2 separate regions of the Mus musculus genome follow, and region 1 is linked to region 2. The links are chromatin contacts, called in public HiChIP or PLAC-seq maps. All regions are on one chromosome and are shown on one strand. Each heading gives the region's core, a stretch centred on a gene start, on an enhancer-like site or on the middle of the called end of the contact. The rest is flanking DNA. Distances are from core to core; before and after follow the strand shown.

Evidence for each region. HiChIP or PLAC-seq counts read pairs in DNA pulled down with a chosen protein or histone mark.
Region 1: an H3K27ac HiChIP or PLAC-seq map of thymic regulatory T cells shows a contact between it and region 2, with 9 times the contacts expected there. The contact joins the enhancer-like site here to the promoter of Mastl in region 2. A contact is called at or near these places in 3 of 39 promoter capture datasets (the 3T3-L1 cell line, cranial neural crest and hippocampal neurons) and 3 of 115 datasets of contacts at active chromatin or transcription factors (astrocytes, cardiomyocytes and thymic regulatory T cells).

What each region holds. Positions count from the first base shown.
Region 1 is chr2:21,954,816-21,960,959 of GRCm38.p6, reverse strand. Gm39767 (a long non-coding RNA gene) reads left to right here. Exons shown (of 6, transcript XR_866004.1): 2 at 1,840-2,057. Among named protein-coding and RNA genes, the nearest start is that of Gm39767, 6.3 kb to the left of the region's middle. Within about 2 kb of position 2,414, at least 68 of the 459 cell types and tissues checked have an H3K27ac peak or open chromatin away from gene starts, as enhancers often do. A contact at or near this core is called in thymic regulatory T cells, where this site is marked.
Region 2 is chr2:23,153,097-23,159,216 of GRCm38.p6, reverse strand. Mastl (microtubule associated serine/threonine kinase-like) reads left to right here and starts at 3,193. Exons shown (of 12, transcript NM_025979.4): 1 at 3,193-3,538. The coding sequence starts at 3,356. Yme1l1 (YME1-like 1 (S. cerevisiae)) reads right to left here and starts at 2,712. Exons shown (of 19, transcript NM_013771.5): 1 at 2,486-2,712. The coding sequence starts at 2,518.

The DNA of each region.
Region 1 (6,144 bases), core at 1,165-3,664, 1.2 Mb after region 2:
GTCAAGATGAAGGGGCATTTGGGCAGCACCTCCTGCACTTTCTGACTTGCAGAGTGGGGTCTTCCTGAGGTGTCTTCACATGAAGGCCAGACTACAACCTCCCACCCCCAATAAGGACCCAATAGCCCCAGCTGTGTGGGCTCTACTTTTAAGAACTTGACTACAAAGATGCCATCTCCCAACAATGTCAGCTAGGACTTAGGATTTATGCATATGAATTTTAGAGAAACAAACCCCCCTCTAAGCCCCTGATATAATGATCAGAGTTTGTAGGTTCAAATCTTTTAGGGATCTATTGTTTTTCAGCCACACTCCCATCAATAATCTTACCTGGGAGTTCTGCTATTAAGTTCACAAAGGTGCCTGGAAGGGAGAAGGTGTTACAGAATTCTAATTACAAGGTGATCACAGTTGTTTGCCTCCTTTCTTTTGTGTCTTTTTAATTTAGCAAGCTAATTTTATATTTTTGTGGTTTTCTCTCTACTCTAAACAATGTGAAATGCTGCCTTTCACTTAGCCTAAATACTGGCCAATAATTAATTAATTAATTAATTTTTTAAACTGAATCCACAAGAGACACCTTGTGTTTCTCTTCATATCACCACAGGAAGGTGTGCCTGTCAGGGCGAATAGTGCAGGTCATTGCTGAGTCTCCTTCTTCACCCGGGCAGCAGTCTGCAGAAGCTGCCCTGGAGTGACCATTGTGAAGCTGTTCTCTGCTGCATGTTTTCCCCACAGCTCCCCACTGAAACATGGGCAGCCTGAGAGCGCCCATGGTGAAAGTGTTTATAGCCTGGAAATTGACAAGTGCTGCTGTTAAACCTGTCCAGCATGAGGTATCAGCTTTCCCACTGACTTTTGAGAAATGCTGTTAAATGTAGATAGGGAAATGATGTTGGTTGGGCATAGTAAGGAAGCAAAATTACATAGGGTTGAATTCTCATACGCTAGTGCAAATGTTTACTAATCTGTCCAAAACCAAGTTCCAGCACCAAAGCTTAGGAAACTGGGTGCCAATGAAAAGTCAGGGCCCTCTGTGGCCCACTAAGAATCTCAGAGACTAAGCAGTACAGAACGTAGTGGTGAGACATGTCCAGACAAAGGAAGCCAGGAGAAATCTTAAAATAAGGTCAATAAACACCTATCTACTAAAGGTTTCCACTGAGCACTTAGAGTTTCCAGGGAAATGCAGGCTGCAGTGTATCTCTGCAACAGTCCTCCATTCTGGAATGATATTCTTGTCAGTGGAAATGATCCAACTCCTTTTGTGGATTTTACACCAACTATGTGACCACAACCCTTATACCCTGGAATGCACCTTTCTCATCCAGAAAATTAGACCTCTGTTCTCTGAGATTACCCTCTGAAGCATAATTTAGTTATTATTACACAATAATAATCTGTAGAAGGATAATGGTGTCAGAGCCTGAATGAAATCAGCACGTTTATAGTTATTTTCAGGTGTATGTTTTGTTTTCCCTATACTGTGGAACTCTTTAGTACACAGCCTCAATCTCTCTTTCATCTTTGTCTCCTCTGTGCTGGATACATGCTAGATATTCAGAGGATGTCTACTGGATTAGCAAATGAGTCGTAAACACTCTTATAATAAACCAGAGACTAGGTAAACAGAATTTAGAATTATAGAGAAACTCCCATCCCTCATTACACATTTCCATTGGAGTTTCAGGAGACACCAACTATTAAAACATACTCTATTTTTCAGATCCTGGAGAAAAGTAGAGACAAGGCTAAGGTTCTGAAGAACAATGTCCTTCCCAGGGCTGGTTCTGGTTCTTTCCCAGCTTTTGGAACATCAGGCTCCATTTTGTTTTACAGAGCAGTAGGACTCTGGTTTTGACTGTCAGATTCCTGCAGAGGCATGGCTTTGAGCTCAGTAGACCATCTTAGCCTCTATTTGCAGCCATCGCTGGAATCTTGGGAGACTGCAGCATCTGTACAGTGCACTGGGCATTTCAGGAAACTGCTTGACTAAGTAAAACACAGCTATCAACCTGTTGTTGAGAAAATCTGACTTACGGAACGTTTTCCTTCAGGTATGTTGAACCCTAAGGACTGAGGGAATGTTTGGTCACCAGAACAGATGTGCCCTTTCATATCATGAACAAATGCAGAGCTAATCTTGCTTTCCATTGTGGCTTGTGCATTGACTCCGATTTGCTATGTGAGTTTTCTTCTTAAAACTATCAAAAAACAAGTCATTTATTGTCAAAAGCTCCCACAAGGGGCACACAAGGGTGTTCTGCTTTTAAATAAATTTCTGTAGCAAAGCCCACTGTCATTTTTGAGACAGTGACGTACGTGGAGAATTATTCATTTCCTGTCTGTCAGCTCCTTCAGAGTTCAGATCGCTTGCTTGGTGACAGTAGTTTAGTTCAAGCCAACTCAATGCTGCACTCAAGTGGTCAATTCTATGTAGCACAGAAAGAAAACAAGACAAAGAGCCACTGCTGATCAGAAACAAGGGAGTTACCAAAATCCACTGCTCACCTTGAACCTTACATAGAACAGACTGTGAGATAAAATGAGCCCAATAGATGCCCTTGCAGAATCTGTATGATGTGTAAAGAATTCAGAGTAGGAGGCAATTAAAGTGCCAGGCTTTTGCTGTCAAGTCAGAAAAACAAACAAACAAACAAACAAACAAACAAAATAGCTTTCTTTTGCTAGGTATAGTAGCTTGGGCTGCCATCTGTGGTATCTTAGAATTTGTAGAACATCTACCCAGTCCCTCTGGCTTACAGAGTCTCCAGTGAGATGTCAAGTGTAACTCTTGGGCCATGGTCATTTTTCCCCTGGAGCTTTAATATTCTCTCTTTGTTCTATACAGTTAGTGCTTTGATTATTATGTGCTAACGTGGGTTTATTTTCTAGTCTGAGCTATTTGGTGTTCTGTATGTTTCTTGTACCTTGATAGGCATCTCCTTCTTTAGATCATGAGAATTTTATTCTATGATTTTTGTTAAAAAAATGTTTTCTGAGCCTTAGACTTGTGTTTCTTTTCCTTCCTATATGCCTATTATTCTTAGATTTGGCCTTTGCACAGTGTCCAATATTTCATGGATATTTTGTGCCAGGAGTTTTAGAGTTTAAACATTTTCTTTTACCAATATATTCTATTCTCCTGCTGTGTCTTGAATGCCTGAGACTCTCTCTTCCATCTTTTATATTCTTCTAGTGAGGTTTGCCTCTGAGCTTCCTGCTCAAATTCCTAAATTTATTCATTTCCAGATTTTCCTCAGTTGGGTTTCTTAATTGATTCTATTTCTGCTTTCAGGTCTTGAACTGTTCTTTTCATTTCCTTCCACTGCTGTGTTGCAGATGATTTTTTAAAGGGGTTTATTTGTTCCCTCTTTAAGTACCTCATTATATTCATAAAGGCTGTTTCAAGGTCTTTTTCTTGTTTTTAAGCTATGTTGGAATACTGAGGGTCTGCTGTGTTGGGGTTGCTGGGCTTCAAAGGAGACTTATCATCCTAGATGCTAATGAATGTGTTTTCATTCTGGATTGTAAGTATCTAGGATTTGGAAGATTGTAGTTCAAGGTGCTGATATTTGGTCTTCTCTTTGTTAGGTGGATTTTTTTCCTTTTGTTTTCTGTTGCCCTCTTATTCTTAGGAGAGTGTGGTGGCTGTGTGTTGCCTGATAGGAAATTCTTCTGTGGATACTGTGCTTCCCTGGTGAAATGTGTTTCTGGTATTGGGAGCTGACACTTAAATGGGGATGGTTTGGGGTGGGGGACTGAGCAGCTCCACAGGAGAGAGTAAAGGAGAACATTCCACCAGGATGTAGTTAGTGCCATAGAATAGGGACAGAGAGTCAGAACAAACACAGGTGAAGGTCTGCTACCTAAGAAGGAGGAGTATGGGAAATTGGACTTAGTGGGCCAGAGGGAAAGGTGAAGATCTGCTTCCCTGGTGCATGCGCTAATGTGCTATAGTTAATTTGTTAAAATCTCAGCATATAACTACTCATATAGGTTTATGAGATACAGTGCTCTGTCTCTGACTCTCTGTCTCTGTCTTTATCTCTCTCTCTATCTCTCTCTCTCTCTCTCTCACACACACACACACACACACACACACACACACACACACACACACACAAATCCAAGCAGAGTAAATGGAGCATCCATTTTCCCAGAGGAATAGTATGTTTATGACACATACACAGGCTACTGGGGAACATCACAGCATGACAGATCATTCTGTACATACTTCTAAACACCAGTATACAGTATATTATTTCCCTTCCATAAGTGTCTCTTCTGTGCTTGCTTCACTCAAGGACAAGTAGCTGAATTAAGCACACAGGATGAGTACAAAGGTTGAAAAGAGTGATTCCTAAGGCCAACCCTGACCAGATGTGTAGCTAGATGTGTGAGCCTCTCCAAGCTGTCCCTTACCATGTGTAATTGCATGCCATAGCTGGGAAAAGCCAGATGAACAGCATGCACTGCTTTGCCCTCGTGTTTCCTGCAATGCTGCAGATTTAATAGGGTTCTCCTGGGCCCTATTTATATCATGGCAAATTCTTTCTGGCTTAGGACACATACTGAAATGCTGTAGAATTTTAGCACTTTTAAAATTGCGGTGGCTCTATGTGCAATGGAACCCTGCTGACCCAAGACAGATAATTTGCCTTCATAAGCACCCAGCTTTGGACTGAGCTGTGACTCAGGCTGTGCCTGCATGTGGAGATGGAAATGAATTTAAGCAATTTAGTAATCTGCTCTTGACTTCACGAGGTGCATTTTGTTTGATTGAATCTCTCCTTTTGCTGAAAACTGTATGGTAGTTTGCCTGAATTTTTCACAATTAATTTTCCCCTATTTAAAATAACTTTTATTTTAAAACACCACCACCAATTAACCGTCCTCTGTAGTCTGTAGTCTGGCTGAGGTTGTAAGCATTTTCCAGAGAGCTTCATGTTTACTGGTTCATGCGTTTCTCTGAAGGTAGTCTATTCACAGAGCATGTGTTAGTACATGTACTTTTTCTAAAAGGAAGTAGAGAAGAAAGAGAAATCGATAAGGGGAAGAAAAAGAAGGAGAAAGGCGATTTTCTGTCTTTATCCTTATCCTCAAGAAAGATGCAGTGTTAATGATCCTATTGCATTTAAAATTCCCTGCGCAATTTGCGGGGTTCCAGTCAGAGAGGATTCCCAGTCTATTCATGTTATGGTTACCTGGTCTGCATCTCCCTCCAGTGCCCACTTCCCTTCTTATTCAAATAGGATTCCATGACCATTATTACAGGTCTTCTGCATAAGGGACTGAGTAGTGAGCTGCTTTCACCGTGCACATTCCACGGATGCTGGGTGGGAGCTCAACCCATTCCCCATCCGCATAAAGAGTGTCCTCTTAGGTCAGTCATTATACTGTGCACTGAATCTCCTCTCTGTTCTTCAGTAGTGATTCTCCTTCTAAGAAATGAATAGAAGGCCTTCCTCCTGCTCTCTCTCACTTACACTAGTGTTTCATCAAATTTGTTTCCTTTTACAGAAAACATTCCTGAAAACATTTTTTTTTCTGCCCATTCTTAACCCTTCCTCATCTCTATGGTTTTGGTTGGTTTGGATGTCTCCAGGTATTCTTGGTTGAATATTCATTGTTGAATGCAGACTGTTCATGAAGTGCCCGTATCTGCTATCTGTAGCCTGCAACTTTTCAATCTGCTCCCCAGTTCTCAAATAATGACTTAGAGGCTTATTTATTTATGAATAAATGCCTATGCCATAAGCTTTGGCTTGTTTCTTGACTAGCTTGTACTCAAAAGCTTTAAACTATTCTATGTTTACCAAATAGTGGCTAGTTATCTCTCCTCAGTTTCATGAATCTGACTTCCTCAGAGTCCACGGTGAATCCCCTGCCTCTGACTATCTCTCAGAGTTCTAGTCTTTCTACCAGAACTCCCACACTCTACTTCCTGCCTTTTGCTAATAGGCCATCAGTTTTTATTGGTAGGTGATGCTTCCATAAAGTGCATAAGAGATTATCTTTAGAGCTACCCTTACTATAACTCAGCCAGTATAAGCACCATGCTTTTGAATGTCACAAGCTATAAGCCAAATAGATATTTGTCTTTACAAGTTACTTGTCTCAGGTATTTTGTTACAGTAACAC
Region 2 (6,120 bases), core at 1,944-4,443:
CCTGGAAAGAACACCCAGTGGAGGACACCCTCTATGGAGTTACAATGTAAAACCCTTCTGCACAGGAACTCACCACCCAGCGGCTCAACAATTACTGCCTCCAAAAGTGGGAATTACAGTATGATGAAATTATCTGGTCTGACTAGTCCCATTCCAGGACTATTTGCAGATTCAAGTTATCTCGTTAGGACAAACACAAATGTAATCCATGGAGCTTATGAAATCATAAGCTTCATAACTCAAGAAATTCTAAGAATACAACAGAAGCTTGGCACAAGGAAGACTACAAAAATTAAGAATTTCTTTTGTTGTAGCATATTATCCAACTAAAAGATAAACTCCATATGGCAAGTATTTTTTCTACTTTAGTATTCTATGTTGCAACCCATGACAAGTGTGAATACAGAGAATGCTAAATAGGCATTTTTGTTAAGTGAATAAAATAATCGGCTCTGATTATAAACCAAGTCTAATAATTTAACTAATTCAACCCCTGACATTAAAATTAGCCAGTGTTATACTTCTTGCTGTGAACGCAGAGTCCCTTTAAAAATTATGCTTAATTCAGTTTCCACTATAACAGCAGTAAGAGGTGGAAGGCGATTAGCTAGGAAGAATAGCACAGAACTACAAACTGCTCTGTGCTACATGGGGTTGTACAAAACCCACAATAAGCAAGTATATAAGCCATGGAAATCCAGTCTTTACGCCACCAGAGTGGGTTTCCCCCTTGTTCTTTTGCTCTTCTACCATGTTATGCTGTCTACCTCATGATGGTATACTATTCACCATGCTTTCTTCATATAAATTAATATTATATTCAACAGTCTCTATCAGACATCTTTAATTACTAAAACTTCTCCAGACACTGTCATCCTAAAAAAACAGCATTTTCTTGTATCAAGCTGACCAACACAGAAATATCACTTTCCACCATCTCTCCCACTTACACTGAGTGAAATTCTATTACTTCTTTTCTTCTCTACTTTAATTTTTGTGAGACAGGTTGGCTGCCAAATCCTAATCCTCTTGACCCTCTCACCAAGTCTGGAATTAGAGGTGCCACACTAGACAAAGCAATTTCTTTTCCATAATTACTGAATGCCTTTCCTGTGTCAGAGCAACAGCATCCTTAAATCTACAACACTTACACTTTTGCCCTTTCATATTCTCCACACAAGAAGCCAGAGCAAGCCTCCAAATGACAACCTGGTCACAGAAATCAAATGAATCGAACTCTGTAACTGCCTCAAGGCTTCTCTCCAACCTCCCTTTAGCCACTCTGTTCTTGCCACATGGGCCTGACTTTTGTTCCTCACAGGATTTTATATTTATATTTTTCTGTCTGCCTGAAATTCCCGTTTATTTATTTATTTATTTACTTATGGTTTTTCGAGACAGGGTTTCTCTGTGTAGCCCTGACTGTCCTGGAACTTACTTTGTAGACCAAGCTGGCCTTGAACTCAGAGATCCGCCTGCCTCTGCCTCCCAAGTGCTGGAATTAAAGGCGTGCGCCACCACGCCCGGCGAAATATCCGTTTATTGTTCATCTTTATTTCCAGTGACTAGGAGAAATCTACATTTGCTTGGTTCGCTTGCTGCCTAAGTAGCAGCTAAGCAATTCCTTTCTCCATTAGTCTACCAATTCCATAGGAACACAAAAAGAGGCAGGTAGTAAGATGTAACGAACATTTGGGGGGGCAGTCTTTTGAGACAAGTCTCACTATGTAACATCTCTAGATTCTCTGCCTGCCTCCCAAGGAATAATCCTCAAGACAAGTTGATGGTGCATCTGGTGTGATGGTGGTGGGAGCCATGATCCCAACACTTAGGAGGCCAGCCTGGACATAATAAGGACTAGGACAGCAAAGATAGACAATGAAACCTCGCCTCAAAAAATAAAATATAATTAATTAATTAATTAAACATTGTTAACACCTTCCCCCCCAAAAAGAAAACAAATTTTAATGAAACAAGGAAAAATTAACATAATTTGGGTCCTGATTTTTTAAAAAATGTTTAAAATTTAATTGCAAGAATCTAATGATTCAAAAATGTGCACAAGTTAATTCTACCCAGAAAGAAAGAAATTGTGATGCTATTCGAATTATTAGAGTATGTTTGAACTAAATTCGGCTTGAAAGGAAAAAAGGGTAATCAGAAATAGATGGATGGAAAGAACACTGTCTTCTTTACCTTTCTCGCAGATTTCACAAATCCCCATCTCAGACTGTCCAACCCTAAACAGTCCCTGAATTGTCAACAGAAATTCTGTGCAAGCCAGTGGATACGCTATGTGATGTTCACCACGGTTAGTGTCAGGTCATAGTCTCAGCACTGTCCCCTGATCTCCTTTTCAGCCTGCGACTCAAACAGGGTTCGTCGCTTCCCTCACTAATTTTGCTTCAGAAACACCGATTCTACTACAGCATCCGGGGAAAAGTCGCAAAAGGGACGCAGGAAAACGCCTGAATGCTGGGCTCACCTGAGGCTGCACAGTGCTCGACAGGGAGAACATCTCCGGGCCCTCGAGATCTTACCGGCCAGCCGAAACTGCTTCTTAGCTTCAGCTCCGAGGAAAGGGGCTGAGCCCTTTTATTTTCTCTTTATTTCTCTTTGCTTTTCTCCCAGTTTCTCCCTTACTCCTCCCAGAAACGAAAAAATGGCTTCCCCTCCCGACAGCTGCTACGACGACATCTGCCCCGGAAGACCATAGGTACAGTGCTTCCGGAGCAAGCCTCCGCGTTCACCCCGCCCCCGCCCGTCAGCGCTCCGCCTCTTCCGGGGACTCTGTCACTTTGGGGTGGTTTTTCGAGGTTCCTATCACCACCTCCACAATAAATTGGATGTTCTTCTAGTCGCTCCTACTCTGTTTCTGAATTCAGTACGCGGTCAAACGCACTTAACGCTCACCCAGGCTCTCCACATTCTGTGGCTTCGCTAGCTTCCACACATCATCCCTAGCCATTGCTTTACTTAACAGTCGGCCTGGCTTCTAGCTCATGCGGAGGGAGGGAGAACTGCAGATCTTGACTGAGACTCGGAAGGACCCCACCAGACTACATAAAGTCTTAGTCCCTTGCTCATTGGCCAGAATGCACTGCCTCGTCACAAAAACAGCCCGTGTATCCGCGGCTGAGCCCCGCCCAGCGCCCCTTCCGGCAGCGCCGCCGGCTCCGCCTAGCGCTCCGCAGACTGCGCCCAGCAGTGCCGCCGGCCCCCACCCGTCGATGCCTGCTTACAGGGAGCCGGCAGAGCGCAGACGCGCGGTGACGTCACGGGAGGCGTCCGGCGTAGGCGAAACCTTTTGAATCTAGCTGGCGGGAGTTGCTGCTGCAGGGCGAGCTGTGCAGCAATGGAGTCCGCCTCGGCAAGTGAGGAGAATGAAGGAGGTGCGGCGATAGAGGAGTGCGTGAGTAGGATCCCGGTACCAAGACCACCCTCCATTGAGGAGTTCACCATAGTGAAGCCCATTAGCCGTGGTGCATTCGGGAAAGTGTACCTGGGACAGAAAGGCGGCAAGTTGTACGCAGTGAAGGTAGGCAGTCAGAAGCGAGAAGGTCTTAAATGGTCCTCCCTCGCGGACCTCCCTTTTGAGTTGTTGAACAAACTCTGGAGCTGCTGTACCACTAGCCTGGAATGCCCGGCTTACAGAAGCCTGCACAGTCCTGCTTGTTGACTGTGGGCGTTTAGGCAGACTGCAGTGAGCAGGTGTCTGTCCTTTCCCTTGCCCTGCCCTTCTCTGTATACTGAGAATCATTAACCCAGTGAAAATAGCAAAACTTACCCAACTGTGCCCTGGCCATTGTTAACAAATGAGAAAACTGCGACTGAAGGCAGAGGCTTGAAGCCACACCCATGACTCCTGAGTCATGTTTCAAATCAAAACGGCCTTAAGTACTTGTTGGTTATGTTTTCCTTGTTTGACATACATAATAGCCGAAATCTTGCTATCACAAACAAGATTGGTTTGTAGACAGTTCAAATCTCACTCTTACCAAAAGGAAGCTGCATTATATTCGAATTTTCTGTGACACAATTTATATTGTGAAAGTTTTTAATTGTAGTATTATTTATTTAAAGTATCACCGGGATTGTGAGTTTGTTTTGCTTTTTTACTAACTTGAGCTTCACCTGGATTAACTTCGGTACTTTGATTACGTTTGTAATGGTCACTTTCCGATGATGCTTTAATTCCAGCTCTTTGATAAGCAGGAGCAAGTGATGCAAAACCAAAATTTTTGCTTCTCAAGATTTCCATCGTGATACGTAAGCTGTAAGTTCATTTATTATAGAGCAAGTAGAAAGAAATGTGTCCTAAATCAAGCGTTTCTTATCTATATGTGATCGTAAAAACAGTCAGTGTTCACTTAAAATTGTTCTGTCCACCCTAGCTTCTCATTACTACTTTGTAATGAGAACATTACATTGTAAACATGACAAAGGAGGCTACTGGCTGGCTCAGATTCCTGGTACCCAGTGCTTGGAGACTAGCACACAGTTAAGATAAGCAGCCCCTTCACCTGACTACCTAAATGACCTCTTCCTTTGCTTCTTTCCCTTTAATAGTACCAATGTCACCTCTACCCTTCAGGCTAGAAACTTGAGTTGCCCTTATATATTTCATCAATACACCACATACCCTTTGTTCCTGTTGTCCCTCTGGAAAAAAATGTTTTGTTTTTGTTTTGTTTTGCTTTTTTCATTCACAAGTGGATTTCTCCCCACTTACTTGTTCAGTGATGACTTTTGTAAATTAAATAGTATTGAAAACCAGTTTTAGGGGCTGGTGAGATGGCTCAGTGGTTAAGAGCGCCGACTGCTCTTCCAAAGGTCCTGAGTTCAAATCCCAGCAACCACATGGTGGCTCACAACCAGCCTAAACGAAATCTGATGCCCTCTTCTGGAGTGTCTGAAGACAGCTACAGTGTACTTACATATAATAAATAAATGAATTTTTTAAAAAAAAAAAACAGTTTTAAGGAATAGTTCCATAGCCCAAAAAATTACCTTTTTGCCTATTCACAGTACCTCTTCCCTTAATATGTCAGCAGGTAACTACTATCCCTCTTCTCTCTGTTTTCTGTCTCTCTTTGACAGTCCCAAATAGCCTCAGACATATGATGGAACTGAGCATGACAAGCCTTAAATTACTGATACGTATGGCTCCATCCCCTAAGTGAAGCGACTACAGGCATGTACCAACAAGCCCTATGTACCAACTCACCTTCTATCTCTGCAAGATTGCCTTTTCTGGATAGTTCACATAAATGGAATCATACAATGTATGGTCTTTGATGTCTTCTTCTTCTTCTCTTCCTCTTCCTCTCCTTCCTCTTCCTCCTCCTCCTCCTCCTCCTTTTTCATTTGCCTGGTGGTTTGAGGCTCATCGGCTTGAATTTCTGTACTTAGTTGGTTGGAGTAGTTTCCTAACTAGAATCATTAACTTTACTTTAATCCATTCTTTAGGTTGCAGTTTGCAGGCCAAAATCCAGGGTCCTTAAAAATTCAGTCAGATTCCCAATTTTTGGCCCTTGATCTCTACTTTATCTTCCACCTAACCTATATTAAAGCAACATCCAGGCAACTAACTGGTCCCTCAAAGCCATGACTTATTTCCACACCTCAGGACTTAAGTTTATCCTGCTTCCTTCTTAACTGCTTTTGTTCTACCTTTCTAGGCTTTTCAGCCATTGTTTTGTTTTGAGGTTTACTTAATTCCCGGGAAACCTTCTCTGATTTTCCAAACTCAACTCACTGAAATTGTTACTTTGTATGTTGCTGAGATATTTGCTTTTCCTTCTCTTAACACCTCAAGCAGTCATTAATTATTGATACGAAAACACCAGTTAATCTCTCCTGAAAATATTTTGGGTACCTTGGCATGGTACCACCTCATAAGCTTCATAGAGCTTCTGCCAGTGAGATGATAGGTAGAATCATGTTGTTGGCTTGATTTGTTAATCTCTCTTCATTGCTGGGAGAGAGAGACCTGGGGCTTTACCGCTGTTAGGTTAGTGGTCTACCGCTGATCTACATCCCTAGTCTTTCCCTTGGTTTTCATAAGGAAAGGAGGTAAAGCTAAAATGTGTCATGTATTTATCATTTTATTAAATACTT